Regions from separate parts of the Dromaius novaehollandiae genome. Here region 2 is linked to region 1. The links are chromatin contacts, called in public Hi-C maps. All regions are on one chromosome and are shown on one strand. The core of a region is the stretch at or near the end of the contact, and the rest is flanking DNA. Distances in the headings are between cores, read along the strand shown. Region 1 overlaps CC2D2A (coiled-coil and C2 domain containing 2A). Region 2 holds the start of C1QTNF7 (C1q and TNF related 7).

Region 1 (4,359 bases), core at 1,808-4,307:
CACAAGCAACTTCTACAAGAAAAAAGAGTTACTATCACTTGTGACATATTTACTTACACAGATATTAGGCAAGCAATGTTAAGTCAGAACCATCTATGTGGTTGTAACTCAGAAATGTCAGAATCTACAAGTATGGAATTTAGAACAAAAATGCAAAGAAGATGCATAAATAATAAAAACAAGTAATAATCTGATATGAAAAAAAGAAATTATTTCCAAAAGCAGTAACATTTCTGAAAGTAAACAGTGTATGAAGATGTCCAGCAATAACACATGGAAATACATGAGACAAAGTAAACAAAATCCTTGATAAAAATTTATTCCACATTATTTGCAGGGCATATGCACTGACTCAAAGAGAACATCACCTGTAGAACCACCAGTGCCATTGCCTCTGCCAGTCGTGTGATATTTGGAAATCAATCTAGCACCAACTGGGGCTCTGCTCAGCTTATCAGATCACAACCTGATACATTATATCATGCTAAACCATATTTATATACTATCACATAACTTCTGCCACAGATCCTTTTTTTAAAAAAGGAAGTTTTGATACATATTTTTATTCAAATACTGTACTAGCAGAGGTATACACACTGCTTGGAAAACTACAGACTATACTAAATATAGAATAATATTAAAAAGTCAGTTACCTCACCATACTTTGCAAAAAAGCATCAGAGATGGTTTTAAATTAGTTACTTTGATTTAGAACCTATACAGATAGCTCCCTTACCCCAGGCTGGGAATCTCTTCTTCACTGACGAGGTCAGAGAGAAGGAAATGGTGTTTTGCTACTAGGAAACGGTTTATTACTGATTCTCGAATCTGTGGATGGTGGGGGAGAGAGATAAAAATTACACTTTTAATCCAAAAATCACTGTAAATGCTTGCATTCTGTCTATCGAAAATGAAAACCCCCCCGCAACTATACATTAATTCTCTTCTCTCACTTTTAAAAGACTCATGGTCAAGGAAAACTTCCTTTCTGACAGATATTTCTTCAGAACATAATATACACTCATTCTACGAGTACAATCATTTCTCTAGAGACATACAAGATACCCTGATGTAAGAATATATAAAAATCATACAATCAGAAAACGAAGCTTTAGCTGATTGTAGCAAAAAAGAGCTCATCATCACAATGATGATGAAAAATGACACTGAAATGACACTGAAAAACATCTTTTTTGGGCATCTAAATGAAGTTACAGAAAAGTCTGTGAAGAAATCTATACGGTATTAATTATGGGGAATAAAGCCCTTTGGACAGCAGGACAGTCAGTGAGGCATATTTCACAAATACTATGATTTCAAATAAACGTATTTTTTAAATTCTCAGTTCCTTAAATTTCTATGCTGGAGTGATAGATTGAAACACACAGATGAAATTCTTCGCCCGTCTCCCCAAAACTATGTTAATGCAGACTGAAAGAGTGATGCCTTAAACACATTTTTTCTCGCAAATAAGTCTAATAATGCCTTTATATACTGTTCTAAGACCAGTGTTGTAACAGCAATAACAATTATCTGTAATACATCTTTTCCTTTAATTTTCAAAATCTTTACTAACATATGAAACATTCCTTTGAGTGAAATGATAGGCATAAAAAGATCACGTTTCAGAGTGATCTGAATTTCAGATCTGATGTGAGCAATCTAATTTTTAAGCACATTTGACAATTTATTAAAGTGTAAAATATCCATATGTTATTTTTAAAAGACTACTTGTATTTCATCTGAAAGACTGACAAATATAGGTACCATTATGTGTGTTACTCTGTAATACTGTACTATTATTCAGCAAACTGCACAAACAGCATTTTTAAGCACACACTTAAATACCATGCCAAGCATAAGAGCCTGACACAGACTTGAAAGCTCTGTTAAAAACAACTTTTGATATTACCACATCAAAAGGGCTTTGGCATTTCCCTGGACTTGACTGGAGGATTTCATCACTCTCCATTGTCTTTGTTTCTTTTATGAACCAGTATTTCTAATAGGCAATGTGTTCCATTTCACATCAAATCAATCTTATCCTCATATTAATCTTAGAGTTTTGCCAGCTGGCTAGAATTTCTTTCACCTTTCAGGTTTTCCAGGACTGGTAAATCCACAGCCATGTTTTTATCACTTCCTACTTTGCCAAAACTCTGAAATTGCAAACTTTTCCTGGATATATGACCAATATTTCCTCAATTTTTTTCCATAAGGACTAAAAAGAATGTCACTATAACAGAATGAACAGCTTAGGGAAAAAAAATTACGCCAAGGGGAAGAAGATGATGTTATAATCCAACAATGAAGGTAATGTGATGAAAGATATGCCCTCTGCCATAGGTTGCAGGACAGGATATACTCCCTGCATTGCCTTAAATGATTCGAAACAGTGGTTAGGGCCACTCTCCTGGAAACAACGTAAGTTCTTAGCATGACAGCTTTCAAGAAGGAAAATGGGGAGAAGGGGGAAAATGAATGAATACCTGGGACACAACAGTACCTTACAGGAAGAAAGTCTCTAGGATGCTGTAGCAAAAAACAACTTACAGGACAGCTAGGACAATCCAGAACGTCTGCTCATTCTGTGTATTGCATCTTTTTCAAGACTGTTACATCAGTCATGCTCAAACCTCTACTTGTTTAATTAGACCTATTTTAGGACTAACTTGGAATTTTGAAGACATCTGTAGGCCATGTTTAGAGATGAATCAGTTCTTAACATTCACAGAAACAAAGCATCCAAGCATTGCAGCAATGCATGGCTTAAATAAATATGGATCCACATTTTTTGCAGCTTACCTTCTGTAGATAGTTGGCAACAATTGCTCTGTGTGCATCTAAGTAATGTTTGCTGTCAATCACATCCCTCTCACGTAGTCTTTTCTCATAGTCCTAAAGAAATTTAGTAAAGTTTGTGATCTGATATATATATACAGTACTTTATTACATGCAAGAAAAATAGTAAATATTTCATTAACGTATGGATCAGAGTAAACCAAAACAGATGTCAGAAGTTTAGAAGGCTGTTCTTAATGCTAACGTATACAGCAGTAGCACTGCCCAGCTTCTATGAATGAAGACAAGAATTCTGCTACGTGATCCATGTGGCTTAAATTACTAAAAATAACACTGAAAATTTTCCTCTCTTCTTTTTTTAAAGCTGAACTTTGACCTGCTGCCATAAACTGAAATCCCATTTGAACTGGAAATGGTATATCTTACTCCAGCTGTGATAGGTAGAGCCCTTTATATACAGAAGTGATGCAGTCTTCACATAAGATGGCCTGAAATGTGAACTGCGTTTTAATATATATAACTAGTTTTCATAGAGTCTAAACACTGTAAGAAACTCTGCCTGTGGGAGATTTTGTTGAGCTATTTTTAAGTTATATTCAAGAAATAAAGAGATTTTATAGCACGATAAAATCTTTGGTTATATGAAGTATGAAAATAAAAGCTCTTTAATCATCCAGTATGTGAGATTTTGCTTTGCCTGAGGTTTGATAACAGAGTCTGTGAAGTCTAATTGATGGACTGAGATGAATACTGGTTCCTCCCACAAGAAAAATATTTAGGAGAAGCACTTGCTCCATGCAGAAAATTTTGGTGAAGGAGTAGTTTTCAGGGTTGTAGTCACTCTTCTGGTAGACCTCAGAACTACAATGAAAGCTGTACTGACAGATGCAACTTTTATTCAAAGAATTTTGAGATGTTTAAGAAAAATGTCTCATAAATTTAGGAAAGGTTAAAGCTGACCGAAATTTTCAGATGAAAAAAAGACTTTCAGTTTCCAGACAAAATATGGAACCTAGAAGTCCAGGGAGACTGCCAGGATCTGTAGCTTCATGGCAGTCTGCAAATAAAGTTGGCTTTAGAACCACAGACACTAGGTATGCAGTGAAACTAATCTTCCTGTCACTTTGTGACTGTTGTTACTTCAGAGAACATCAACTTTCCCCTGAGATAAAGGGTCCTGGAAGCACATTCATTTCTGGAAACACAGTGTTTCATTATTTTGAATATAATTATTTATCTGACTTTTCAGTGCATAGGAAATATTGGTGGGTTTGAATTACTTCAGTTCAGATTAGAAACAAAATAAAACAAGAATAGTTCTTCTGAGCCTTCAAAAAAATGAATCTTAGAACATTTGTGCCTACAGCAGTTGCTGTATTTTATTTTTCTTCTTCCACAGTACAGCTGTATAAGCATTTACTTGGAAGGAATCTATTCTAATTAGACTAAGATAACAGCACAAAAGACAGAAGGAATAAAATTCTCATATTTTTCCATGTCAGCACAGCTGTATATTGTTTAAGGGACCAAATGGCTATACTGCAAGTCAGATATTAC
Region 2 (4,663 bases), core at 639-3,138, 100 kb after region 1:
GCAGCCCAAATTTTCCACCTACTCTGAAAGGTCACTCCCAGCAGGGTCTGGTTTAAAGGGAAATCCACTCAGTAGCCCAGATTAAATAGTCCCAAGTCAGGCAAACTGGGAGTAGGGCACTGCAGGAAGAAGGGAGTTTCCGCCTCTTTAATGCACTGTGCAATGTGACATGGTGGCTTTGTGGTTTCTGAAGCAGGTTGCTGTTTCTCCAGCCATCTGTAGAGCCACTCTTGGCAAATTTCCATAGCTTGTGCAGCTCCAAGGACTGTGGATAATGCTGCACTCACACCCATATTATCCTAAAACTTCAACCTGAAAAGCTTCAGCATTTCCTTGAAAGTGAGTGGGTTACAGAAACTAGCCACCATCTGAGTATCACGCTTTGGGCAGCAGGCATGCAAGCAAGCCTTGCCTCAGAGTCATCTGAATAATAGTAACCAGAGACGCAGGGGAAAAAAAGGGCTCAAGGAATTGCTTATCCATTTACACTCTCACCTACCCAGACTGCAGTTGTGCTTAATCACTGACACTCAGCACTTCATTTATATTTAACAGCATACATTCTCTCTCCAGTTTGTACAGCACACAGACACAAAGCATACTGTTAGCAGCAAAGGAAGCACAGAAAGTTAAATCACCTTGGTAAAAAACATAAGAAACATCCCAATGAAATATCAAACTGATATTTCTGTGAGAGTTTAATAAGTTCAATTCAGGAGCTCAACCTTGCAAGAGCACAACCCTGAAGCAAAATGATTTGTTTGGAATTTACAGATTTTTTTTGCAAAACAAGTTTCTATGAAACCACAGCAACAAAGGTTAAAGTGAATATTTGGAACGATGTTGGAATCATTCATGAGGGAAAAAGACTTACAATCTCTATTTTGGATTGACAGAATGTAAGATGAAAGCTAAATATGGAGAAATATTTCAAAAGATTTTAAACAATTAAATTATCATAAATCCTGTCAAAAAGACATTTAAAAATAAGTTTTGACCATAAAATTGTGTTCTTGATTTTTTTAAAAAATCTCTCTGGTATCTGGTTTTAAAATATCTCTTTCTGATACAGAGGTTATGTGCAGAAATGTCAAGGTTTATTACTCTTCTTTTACAAGACAGGATATATATATACAGATTTCACTGAAGCACTACTACATAGATTTCTAATGGAATCATATGTATCCCAGCAAAAATGAACATTTTTCTGAAAGGTGTCTCTATTTTTTCCCCTTCTTTAAATACATTTCAGAGAAGTGAGAACAGGAAAATAGAATCGGTTGCAACTTACCTTACATTCAAGTAGATGTCACCAATTTTTTCAGGAAAAGCAATACTATTCTTTTGAGTCGTCCCGTAAGTGTTGTAAATTCAAGCCAACAGGTAATTGTTGGTGAGTCAAAATCCTTTGAAACAAGTTTAAATGCTATGATGACAAATAACGTACTTCATGAAAACTTATTTGAAGCTTGATGCGCTTGTATTAAGTTTTGTAACTGTCTGTCTCAGCTAAATAAGCTCCCACTCCTTTCCTCGGACACTTGCCAGCTTCACTAATTTAAAGCAACTGTGAGCTTGCTGTAAAACTCCCGCTGGAAAGAGCACAGCATATAGTGCGGAGCAATGAGCAAGTGTTTGCTCCAGACTGAAGCCCTATGACACGGAGTCCTAACAGGACCCGGGGCATAGCCTCCCCAAGGCAACATTATATCATGTTTGGAAAGCATTATAGGCTAAGTTCTCCTTCTGTGTGAAGACACAGAGAAGAGGAAAAAATCATGCTCTTTCTGGCATGTAGTCCCCTCAGCGTGGGACTTGGGAGGAGCAGGATCTGCCTCGAAGTGAAGGAAGAGGGAACAGCCTCGAGCGCACTAAGCGCTCCAAAAGAGCCACATCCTCAGATCAGCCAAAGGGCTGATCACAACTCTGAACTTCTCCCTCATGTGATTTTGGGGAGTTTCAAAAGCAACTTGTGCGAGTGATCTTATCGTCTGAGATACTCTCAAGGTACAGATAACAGAAGCATGATTTTCAAAGGCGTCTGCTTAGTGGGGATGGCTGTATGCTGCATTGCTCAAATGCAGATAGGGGCACATGTGAAATTTTGTTCTTGCAGAAGGGGTTGCCTGCGCTCGTGTGGAAGGAGAGTAATTTCTTGCCATCACAAGGAATTTGTTTCAAGCAGTTATGGTTGAAACACCTGGTGTACATTTATGAATTGACAGTAAAAGATCCCCTTTTAAAAATATGAGTTCTTTCTAAAAAGTAGCTAAAAACAAGCAAACAAAAAGCCATAGTTGTCCAGGCTTAAATTTTAAAGCATTACTCTGATCTGGGGAATTTCAGTGCCTGAGCACCAACCTTCCATGTTAGTACCATAACAAACTTTTGCAAAAGTATGTGCTGAACACTTTCTGAAAGTGAGGGTCCAGAAAAGCATGTCTCAAACTGGGCCCCAAGGCACTAAGCACTTTTGGAAGCACATCCAACAGACCTGATGATGCTGAAGTGATATAAGGTTTATCGTTATGAAGTGACTTTGGCTTTGTCAGCCATATTTTCTTGCAAAATTAACATAAGTTAAAATGGGATACATTAGACTGAAATTTTCAAAGGTGTTTAATGCTCCTGAAAGAGGAAATGGATCTTTAGAACCAAACCAGTCAATGTTGAAATACCATTGGTGAAGTGACTATGAAAGATTTGTTTCATTTAAATGTTCTAATTTGCATGACACTGAAATATTAAGTATTTCATACTCTTAATGGAGACTTAGCAAATAGGGTCCTATGCATTCACTCAAAATAGATAAAATACTGCTGCCAATGATGAGAAAAAACGTTTAAAGAAAACTAAACTTTTTTTCTAATGGAGTTTCATTTCAGTATTAAATGATGGTAATCAGGAAATAGAATACTCTTGTACAAAATCATATGATATTACGAAAGCTTCAGCATACTAATGATATCGCAAGTGTCAGATTTCCCCAAAGTATAGCTATCAGAGTATTTTTGTTCTGCTCTGTGAATCTGCTGGTAGACTTGGTCACAGATGGGCAACAGTGAGAAGTGCAAATATCATCCTATCCTGTCACTTCAACATACTACCAGAAACAAATGATTTTTGTATCTTAATCTTCACTTTGTGATCAGGCATAAGGATTAATACATTCCTGGCAGCACTGAAAACTTGTATTTGGTTTATAGTATAGCTAGCATGGTTATGTGAAATACGCAGAATCGTTAAAGATCATCCTGAGTGCTACCCTCACTCTCTCAGTTGGCCTCCTTCTGCTCCTGTTTGGGGAAATGTGAGATGCTGCTTCCTCTTCCTGATGGGTCTTTCTCCGAGGAGCAGAGGATGTCTTCCGTCATGTGGGAAAGAGCATGTTTTCTAATGGTCTGTGCATTAAACTGTTGGGAATTCCAAACCTGGGCTCTGCAATGGATTTTTCTCTAGTTGTCCTCAGATCTTATAGTCTTCCTCGATTCCATTTATCTACCTGCTTCACAGGAATATGACTAAGGACTAAACAGCCATTGGTGAAGTAGTAAAGATTCATATTAATCCCTGTAATCTTATAGCAGCAATGATAAAAATCAAGTATTTCTAATGGTCTTCTTCTGTTAACATTTTGTGCCCTCTAAGTCTATCTAAATACTCTTCTGTGGTCCACAACATAAAGTTAAAGCATGAGCCAGTAGTTCAGCTCTTATGTTATACAGAAGATGCCTTAGGGTGGAAGATGCAGTTGAAGCTTTGTCAGAAGCAGAGGGAAGCTAGGTACTACTTAAAAGAGAGTCTTAAAAATAATGAGTTGAACCCATTCCTTTCACCTGCTGAGCTTTCCAGATTGAGGGTGGGAGGCAGGAGAAAAACTGGGGAGAAACTGAACAGAGCTCTGCAAGTCATGAAAGTTTAAGAGTTCAAAAGAAAATAGAGGTTCCATTTTGGGCGCGGTGGAAAAAAGGTGTATTTTTACAGGGTTGCTCACTGGTGCATGTGATAGGCTCATTTTTAATCCCTCTAAGGTTACAAATAGAGGCAAGGACTTCCAATTTTAGTATTTCACTAGAACACTGATTTTCTTGCTTTTGGCTTTGTCTAGACCCAGATGCAGTAGGATCTACCTGCTAGCCACAGCAACTAGTCTGGTAACAGGTATTTGGCATTCCTGTCCATGCAGGCACAATACACCACCTCTCAGGGGTTAGCAAAAGTGGAATTATGTGCGAGTGATCTGAGAAATCTCTGAGAATTTTCAAAAGGAAAAAAAATGGAGCCATGATCTTCTCTCACCCTTGAGTGCAAGTCTTCATATGGCCACGTGGACATTTGTTGCATAGCAAACTGTTGTACCTTGAATACAAAAAAACATGAAACCATGTGATAGAGGCACAAGAATTAATGTGCTCTAAGGAACATAGCTGTCTCACCCTTGACAAGCTGTCATCTTTAATCCTCTCAAGTGGCAAACAGCTGGGGCCTTTTCTTGGTGACATATTTAAGTCCTTTGTCTGACCGAAGTGTTTTAAGATTCAGCAGGTTCTAATAATTATCAAGGATGTTTCCAACACAAGTATCAGCATCAGAAATCAAACAAAATCTTTCATGTGCAGTGAATCATTAAGCAGTAGATCTGCAGGCAGGAAATAATATGACT

Evidence for each region. A called contact is a pair of places that touch in the nucleus more often than the background predicts.
Region 2: a Hi-C map of liver shows a contact between it and region 1, with 3 times the contacts expected there. The contact joins the promoter of C1QTNF7 here to the enhancer-like site in region 1. A contact is called at or near these places in 3 of 4 Hi-C or Micro-C datasets (brain, liver and ovary).

Annotation. Positions count from the first base shown.
Region 1 is chr4:71,705,279-71,709,637 of bDroNov1.hap1, forward strand. CC2D2A (coiled-coil and C2 domain containing 2A) reads right to left here. Exons shown (of 37, transcript XM_026121945.2): 22 at 2,806-2,898; 23 at 737-828. Among named protein-coding and RNA genes, the nearest start is that of CC2D2A, 42 kb to the right of the region's middle. Within about 2 kb of position 3,058, at least 2 of the 2 cell types and tissues checked have open chromatin away from gene starts, as enhancers often do.
Region 2 is chr4:71,810,782-71,815,444 of bDroNov1.hap1, forward strand. It overlaps C1QTNF7 (C1q and TNF related 7), which reads right to left and starts at 1,889. Exons shown (of 4, transcript XM_026121904.2): 1 at 1,292-1,889.